Linked DNA regions of Mus musculus: region 1 is linked to region 2. A link is a contact called in public HiChIP or PLAC-seq data. All regions are on one chromosome and are shown on one strand. Each heading gives the region's core, a stretch centred on a gene start, on an enhancer-like site or on the middle of the called end of the contact. The rest is flanking DNA. Distances are from core to core; before and after follow the strand shown.

Region 1 (4,556 bases), core at 643-3,142, 430 kb after region 2:
ATCTGAAGAGCTTGTCTTTGTCTCTTTGCTTCCCTAGGAGCAGTGTCCCCCTGTAGGAGTCTCTCCATGATAGCCAGACAATGCTAAACATGCTCTGTGCCCTGGCTTCAAGTTGCCCCTAGGGAATTAGGACAACCATCACCAGCTGCATTTTACACAGGAGGAAACTGAGGCACAGAACACAGAAGCTTTTCTTTTTTGCTACCACCTCACCCTGGGTCTGGGGCTTCCCAGCAGAGCCTGTGTCTCAGGCTGCAGCTGTGGCCCTGCGGCTGCGCAGGGAAGCACCAATAAACCCACTCTTAGCCTCTTTGCGAACCCGAGCTGCAGAATGACAGTATCGGGCTCCCCAAATGCTGTTTACTGGTAAATCCCTGAGAATTTATAATCGAGTTGATGGGGCCTAACCGATGGGCCCAGGACAAAAGGAAGCCAATTACCCAACACTCTCTGCTGTGATCTTAAAACAGATGTTAGAGTGTGTAAAATGATGGCGTGTGCTTGGGAACTGCAGATACAATTCCAACCTTGCCTTTTATGGGCACTCATAAATGTTAAGTGCGGGAGGTCTACGACGGAAACTCTGCTCTTGCCATTTTGTGTTCGTTCCTCGAGCCAAGGCTGCGTTTCAGTGTTGGTGTGCTGGTAATTACCCATCGCACCATGCAGAAAAACACACTTCCAGTCCCTGGTTCAAGGTGCATCAGAGGACGGGCCACTCGGGATCATTCTAAAGACCCCAGTCCTGGCATGGAGGAAAAGGGAGTCACCAGTTGCTGCCTTTACACTTTATACTTTGTGTGGCACATGCCATCAGACCACCACATGCCATCAGACTGCCACCCCCTCGCCAGCCTTCCAGAACCCAAATTCAGGTATCACAGCACTGGGGAGGCTGAGGCAGGAATATCAAGAGTTCAAGGACAGCCTTGGCTATATGAGACTTTGTAGAAGCAAACTATAAAGGCTAGAGAGGTGGCTCCGTGCGCAAAGGGCTTACCGTGCACGTATAAAGGCATGAGTTCAGATCCCCAGACCCCACAGAAAAGCTGGACATGGTCCTCTCTCCTCCCAGCATTCCTGTGGCAAGATGGAAACGCAAGGGCCAGGTAATGCTTGCACTGGAGTGAACAGTGGGGATGACCCTGTCTCAGACTGGGTAGAGAGGGCACGTGGAGGTCAGAGGTCACCCTCAGGTGGCCTCCCTCCCTCAGGAGGTGTCTCAGTTGGGGTTTCATTGCTGTGAAGAGACGCCATGATCGTGGCAACTCTTATAAAGGACAACCTTTAACTGGGACTGGCTTACAGTTTCAGAGGCTTAGTCCATTGTAACAGGAAGCATGGTGGTGTGCAGGTAGACATGGAGCTGGGGCCAGACAGCAAAAGGAGACTGTCTCACTGCATGAGACTTGAACTTATATAAGACTTCAAAGCCCGCCTCCTACAGTGACACACTTCCTCCAACAAGGCCACACCTACTCCAACAAGGCCACACCTCCTAATAATGCTACCCCTTTGGGGGGCTACCACAGGAGGCACCCACTTGTTTTGGAGAATCATGCCTGGAGCACAACTGATTCAGCCATCAAGGCCCAGGGGATGAATATCTCCACCTTCTCAGCACCGGGATTAGGAGCATATATCACCAAGACAGGCAGTTTTTAAAATAGATGCTGGGTGGGGATTGAACTCTGGTCTTCATGCGTATGTGACAAGCACTTTACCACCTAAGCCATCTTCCCACTGGACAAGGTTTTTATGGCTCTGAACTTCAAGCTCTTGCCAGTATCTGACCTGACTGACCTCTGCCCTGGATTCTTTTCTACCCCACAGTGCTGCCCCTTGCTCCCTGCATGCCTGGGGTCAAGCTGTCCCCCAGCCCTCTCTTTCCATTGTGCCTCTCTCAGCTCCAGGCTCAGCTGTCTGGGCCGCACTGTCCCTCTCTGCCTGATGACTGTTCATTATCCACTTATTTGCAGGCCCAGCTAGACAAAGAGCTGCATAATAGCAGCTGCAGGCCCTGTAGTAACCATGTTGCTAGGCCAGTGCAGCATCCCAGACTCCTCGGAGTGATGAACAAACCCAGCAAATAATTCAGCCTATCTATCTGTGATAGCCCCAAGTCCTCTCTGACGGTTGCCATGGCATTTGGGCCAGAGCTCCCCTGTTCCCCTGTGGATGCCCTGTCCTGTACCCAAAGCACATGGTGGGTGGGGTGCCCGCCACGCAGCCCTGCCAGATTGTCAGGAGCCATTTATTTTGTAAACTCAAATTAGCAGGAAGCAATTTTGTTAATAGTCAGAGCCACTTGATGAGTTGGCTCTGATTTAGGGCTCCTTTCGAAAGCATCTGTGAAAGCTGTATAGAGCAGGCTGAAGCTGGATCTGAACTAATGGAAATGGTGTGGCGTGGCCAGCTGACCCAGGAACAGCCCCTGAGCAGCCAGGATCCCTCATGCCAGAGAGCCATTCTCTAGTTTGAGGGAGGGATGGCTTACTATGTATGTACCTGAGTCAGAACGCTGGAGACGACAGGCTCGGTTAGAAAGGACAACTGGGGCGGCAAAGGTAGTTCAGGTGGTAGGGCTGCTAACCCAGCAATGATGAAGCCGTGGGTTCAGTCCCCAGCACAACATAAACTGGGCAGAGTAGTGCATAACTAGGATCCCAACACTTAGGACATAGAGGCAGATTGAGTTCAAAGTCCTCTAGTGGATCTGAGTTCAAGTTTGAAGCCAGCCTGGGTTACATGAGACCCAGTCTCAAAATAAATAAAATGGCTAGCCTGTACCTCAGTTGGTAAAGGTTCTTAGCTAGTGCACGTGAAGCCCTGGGATAGAGTCCTGTGTCACAGAAGGAACAGAAAGTAGCTCAACTCCAGCCCAGAGGCTAACAGCCACTTCTCCCAGGGGGAGGGTTCTGCAGTTGCTGGGCCCTCTCAGGACTTACCCTGGCTTGCTAGAGACAGGAAGGAAGGTTCTCCTGAAGCTGTGGAAGCTCGGGACTGCCTGGGACCTGCTGAGACAGGGGAGGGTTTCAGGCTGATTCCAGGTAGCATAAATGTCTATGCCAGTCTCTGTCAACCCTGGTATATTGGTGTCTGTATATGCTGCTTGCTGTCTGTCTACCCACTCCAGTGTCTGTCTACCCCAGTGTCTGTCTATCCCAGTGTCTGTCTACCCACCCTAGTGTCTGTCCACCCCAGTGTCTGTCTACCCACCCCAGTGTCTGTCTACCCACTCCAGTGTCTGTCCACCCCAGTGTCTGTCCACCCTAGTGTCTGTCTACCCACCCCAGTGTCTGTCCACCCCAGTGTCTGTCTATCCCAGTGTCTGACTACCCCAGTGTCTGTCCACACCAGTGTCTGTCCACCCTAGTGTCTGTCTACCCACCCCAGTGTCTGTCCACCCACCCCAGTGTCTGTCTACCCACTCCAGTGTCTGTCCACCCCAGTGTCTGTCTATCCCATGACTCTTCAGTGTTTACCCTAGTGTCTACCCCAGGTTAACATCAGTGCAAGAGTCTTCGTTATTACCCAGTAACACCACACTTTAGTGGTCAGATCTCTAGGTGTGTCTTAGTTACTTGCATCCAAGTACTTGACAGAAGCAACTTCTGGAAGGAAGGGTTGGTTTGGTTAAGGGCGCTGCCCATCCTGGTGGGGAATTGCATGCATACGTGGAAGCCACAGGTCAACCTTGGGTACTATTTTTTCCTGAGGAGGTATCCTCCTTGGTTTTCAACTCACATTCTCTCTCTGAGGCCCAGGGCGTGGCAAATGGGCTAGGCTGCTGGGCAACAAGCCCCAGGATCTGCTGCCTCTGCCACCACAGCACTAAGATATAGGTGTTCACCGCCACATCTGGCTTTTTACACAGGTTCTGCAGATTGAACTCAGCTCCTCGTCCTTGCACAGCGAGCATTTTAACCAACTGAACCACACTCCCCAGTCTCCACGATCTGCATTTTTCCATTTTTTTAACATGTCTTTATTATTTTTATGTATGTGGGTGTTTTTGCCTGTCTATGTCTACATGACATGTGTGCAGTGCCCACAGAGGCCAGAAGAGGGCACTGGATCCCTTGAAACTGGAACTACAGATGGCTGTGAGCCACTGTGTGGGAGCTAGGACTGGAACCCAGATCCTCAGGAAAGAACAGCCAGGGCTCTTAACTGCTGAGCCATCTCTCCAGCCTTCAACTTGCTGGTTTTTTAATTCACTCCAGACCCATGGGGTGGTGCCACCCACATTTAGGGGAGCTCTTCCTTCTCTAGGTGAACATCTCTGATAACAATTTCACAGGCACTCTGAGGTGTGTCTCCTAGGTGATTCTAAGCCGTCAGGTTGACGGTGAGGATGAAACATCACAACACAACAGATTAGTGACTAACACTCTCACGTCTAGCTGTTGTGTGGAACCAGACTGATTTGGCTTTACTTCACTAACCCAAAGATGGAGGAGCCACCTTCTCTTCTCCAAATTTCTCCAAACCTGAAGTCTGAATGGTGTGCTGATTCTGACCTGCTTGGCAACAACCTACCATAACAAAGAAAG
Region 2 (4,159 bases), core at 363-2,862:
TTTCCTTTCCATGTTACCAGTGGTGACAAGGACTCTGCCCGAACCTCCTTCCCCACATAGGACTTCTGCCTCTCGGTTGCACCCCACACGTATAAGTGGTGGCTGTTTAAGTTGTCTGATCTTGATTCATCCCCATCAGGTGCATAGCACATACCACTGGCTACCAAGCCTCCATAGCTAGCCTCAACCAAGGCTAGGTGAGACATTCCCCACACCTCAACCCTTCACTACTCAACACTGGAGCACTGCTCATTCTTGTACGCATGCTAAACTCAAAAAAGTTGAGAGTGCCACCTGCGTCTCATGAAGTTAGGCTTATGGTAATGACTCTCTTATAGTAGTAAAGGCTGAGGTAGGACAAGACCACAGAGAGTCTCTAGGCCCGGACACCTGTTCTACTTAGAGAAGCAAAACTGTTGCTTCTTCATGAGAGCCCTGGACTGACCTTGAACCTAATGTTCAGAGCCCACCTGTAATGGCTGCACAGGAAAGCTGCCATGGCTACATTCTGTCTGCTTTCCAGAACGAGAATTTTTACATCTTTCCCTGGACAACTAAAAAACTCAACGTGGTGTGTGTGTGTGTGTGTGTGTGTGTGTGTGTGCATTTTGTGTGTGTTTATACCTGTGTGTGTAGAAGCATATGCATATGGAGGTTGAGGGTGAGTGTTAGGTATCTTTGCTGAACCTGGAACTCACTTTACAGTAATAAAGATTGGGATAGGACAAGACCACTGGGTGCCTCTAGGCCAGGACATGTGTCCTTAGAGGCCAGCTGGCCACTAAGCTCTGTGGATCCTTTTATCTTCACCTGTCCAGCAGCATTGGAATTACAGACTCAGCATCCTGTCCTACGTTTTACATGGATGATGGGGACCTGAACTCACAGTCTCACTTCCATCAAGTCTTCTGTCCACTGAGCTGTCTTCCTAGGTTGAGCACAGTGGTTTTTTTTTTTTTTTTTTTTTTTTTCATCCCTCTCCAGACACCTGAAATTTAATTTCAACCTTTTCTGAAACTACACAGTGAAGAGTTGCCAACCCTGGTCCTTCTGAGACACTCCCGTGTCCACGAAGAGGGCAGGTGCTGATTGTACCTGCCAGAGCCCATCTACTCACTCCAGCACTTTCTCTGACTGATCCCATCTCTTTGAATTACAGCTGTGGGAGCACCCCAGAGTGTGGAGCAAGTGGCTTGGATAATTCAGCCCTTGTCAGCTATCTCTGAAGGGCAGGAGGTGATCTGTAAGCTATTCCAGATGTCTGTGATTGTGCTGTGATTAGGGGCTTGAGTTTGGAGCTGGGCACTGGGGTGTCATGTTAGATTACTGGCCCTCCCAAGGATGGTTCACTTACTGTGTTCCAGACTTAGCCAGCTGGGGGGCCTGGCTTTTCAGCAAGACAATAGTGAGACTGGGAGGGCAAGGCTGCTGCTATCTTCAGAGGAGTGGAAAGGAAGGAGGGAGACTGTCACCCTTATCCTGGGTGACGCTGGGTACTTAGACTGCTTAGCAATGCAAATCCCCCAACTAAACAGGACCTGCCTACATTCATTGAGTTGGAAACTGGAACCCTGGCTTCCTGAAAACCCCTGGAATCCATTCCCAGTCGACAGCTGCCTCTAATGGCCCCTTTATTGTTCTGTGCATCTGGGGGAACTTCAGATATCAAGATCCTTGTGGTGTTTGCCATTAATTCTGATTTTGTTTAGCAGATGTTTCCTGGATCTCTCAGTTGCCTGCATAATGTGTCTTAGTCTAATGTGAAATAGCTGACTCTGGGCTGAAACAGATGATTGAACTCCCAGGATTTTTTTTTTTTTTTTTTTTTTGAGGTGGGAGTGGAGAGACTAACTTCTTTACTAGCCACAGATGGAGGGAACATAAAGAAAACCAACCAGAGTTGACAGTGTTCGAACCAATGAGTCCCTTTCAGTCCCAGACTTCATCCAAGGCTAGATGAGGAGTTCCTCACATCCTAACCCTTCCCTCCCCAACACTGGAGCATTGCTCATTCTTACACACATGCTGGGCTCAAAGAAGTTGAGCATGCGACCCGCCTCTTTACAGTCCTGACTTAGGAGATCGGCTTTTTCTGTGGCACGCTGTCCTTTTTGTAGCAGATAGAGTTGTACCCAGCTGTCTTAAGGTAGGTGGGAAATGGGCAAGCCTGCTGCAAGGGTGTCTATTCAAGGGCAGGGGTTCTACACTCAAGCATTTTTATTTGTGGTTGCATAATTGTGTGTACATGCATGCATGTACATGCACGCACAAGCACTTGTCACAGCCTGTGGATGTCAGAGGACAAATTGCAGGAGTTGATTTTCTCCTTCTTCCATGTGGGTTCTGTTGACTGAACTCAGATCATCAGGCAAAGCTGCCTGCTGAACCATCTCACAGTTCCTCCATACTCTACAAACACCTCTTAAATACCGTGCTCCTAGAGCGAATCCTTGGGAATTACCATTGTAATACTTGGCCCAGGACCAGGGATATCTTCCCAGAGTTCATGAGAAGTCACACTGTCAAATAGATAATGATTTTTGTCCTACTTTCATTTCTGTTTCTGTGATAAAATACCTTGATCCAAAGAAATAATAGGGGGAAAAGAGGGTTATTAAGGTTTACAATTCCAAATTGCTGTCATAATTATAGGGGAGTTGCATCAACCAGGACCTTGTTACACTACATCCATAGTCATGAACAGAGAGAAACAATGCACCCCTGCCACTTGCTTGCTCACTCAGGAAGTTTTCTTGATCTTACACAGTTCAGAGTCCAGTCTAGGGAATGGTGTTGCCCACAGTGGGCTGAGTCAATTAATTATCAGTACAATTCCCACAGGAGATATCACTACAGGACAATCAGATTTAAATAAGTCCTTAACTAAGGCATTCTTCCTGGGTCATTTTAGGTTGTGTCATGTTGACTGTTACAGTTAACCAGCACAATTCCCCCAAAGGTATGACCCACTGCAGATTCACAAGGACTGTGAGATCAGCTCTTCCCCAGGTCTCCTCATTACAACCCAACCCTTCAAGGTGTCCAGGAGATGGGGGAGATAGGGACACTCAATGGGTCCTACCAGGTCCTTGTGCAGAAGTTGCAGCTCCCTTGAGCATCCAGCAAAAGTTAAGATTGACATTTGTCATCTTCCTTCCTTTCTTAGCCCCCAAAGCAGGACTCTCTACTTTTTAGCAACCTTTGAAATGGTCTCCTCTCTGTAAGCACTGATGCTTTGTGAAGCTGTTTGCTCCAGCATATTAATGTGCCATCAGCAAGCCTTTGGAGTTAATTATCTGTGACTTAAGAACCATTTATTTCTGTCTCTTTGTCTCATTGTCACCCAGCACTTTTCTTTATTAGGAAACAAGTAGAGAACCAACTGACCATTATGTCCTAATTCTCTGGCTGTCATCAAAATTAGTTTACCTCTTAAAAATTCTTTTTAACAGCCCCACCTCCCAAACCTGTGCCATCTCATTATTTTCAGATCGCGTTGTCTCTTAACAAATCTTTAATTTCTCTGCTTTGGCATGAGCAGAGTCCAAACTGGGACCAAGCTGAAGGAGGAAGTAGCTCATCTAAATTAGCAAGGCTGTCAATGTTCTTTCATGATTTATCAGCCTTACTAACTGAGCAGTTGGCTTTTTTTCCCCTTCCATCCTATGATGGGAGCATCACAATTGTGTCTTCTTGGATACACATGGTGAGGAACCAGCTGTGGTGACCCTGAAGGGCCTTTTCAGGTCAAGTGACCATAGGAGGACCAATGAGTTATAACCTGCTCATGGGTCTCTCTACACTCCTATTTGGTTGGGTTTGGTATTTCTTGCCCAGGGATTCCATTCAGTTCCTGGAACTGCTTCAGGCCTGCTTATAGAGGCTTGGTGTGTAATGTTAGACCTCACCCTAGAAAAGAAGACCTTGCCTCGATGTCTCCAGGAAGTCAGGACCATGTGCTGGAAAAACGAGCAGGTGGGTGGGCACTAAAGCAGTGGTTTGTTGAAAACCCACAGCCTCCTGGGACCAAGGGTTTAGCCAGTGGTGGGGCTTGGGAGGTATCTGGGTGTGGTTGGCACTGTGGGATGATGCACAGAGCTAATTTACCCCTATCTAGGATTAGCAACTCCTATCTTCCCCTGTCTCTGCAGGCCACACT

What was found. HiChIP or PLAC-seq counts read pairs in DNA pulled down with a chosen protein or histone mark.
Region 1: a contact with region 2 is called in an H3K27ac HiChIP or PLAC-seq map of VIP interneurons, with 5 times the contacts expected there. The contact joins two enhancer-like sites. A contact is called at or near these places in 1 of 484 Hi-C or Micro-C datasets (the HPC-7 cell line), 2 of 115 datasets of contacts at active chromatin or transcription factors (VIP interneurons and stem cell-derived neural progenitor cells) and 1 of 9 other capture datasets (embryonic stem cells).

Annotation. Positions count from the first base shown.
Region 1 is chr11:53,250,554-53,255,109 of GRCm38.p6, forward strand. No RefSeq gene overlaps it. Among named protein-coding and RNA genes, the nearest start is that of Hspa4, 48 kb to the right of the region's middle. Within about 2 kb of position 1,893, at least 35 of the 459 cell types and tissues checked have an H3K27ac peak or open chromatin away from gene starts, as enhancers often do. A contact at or near this core is called in VIP interneurons, where this site is marked.
Region 2 is chr11:52,819,244-52,823,402 of GRCm38.p6, forward strand. The region is part of intron 3 of Fstl4 (follistatin-like 4); the gene reads left to right. Among named protein-coding and RNA genes, the nearest start is that of Fstl4, 57 kb to the left of the region's middle. Within about 2 kb of position 1,613, at least 5 of the 459 cell types and tissues checked have an H3K27ac peak or open chromatin away from gene starts, as enhancers often do. A contact at or near this core is called in VIP interneurons, where this site is marked.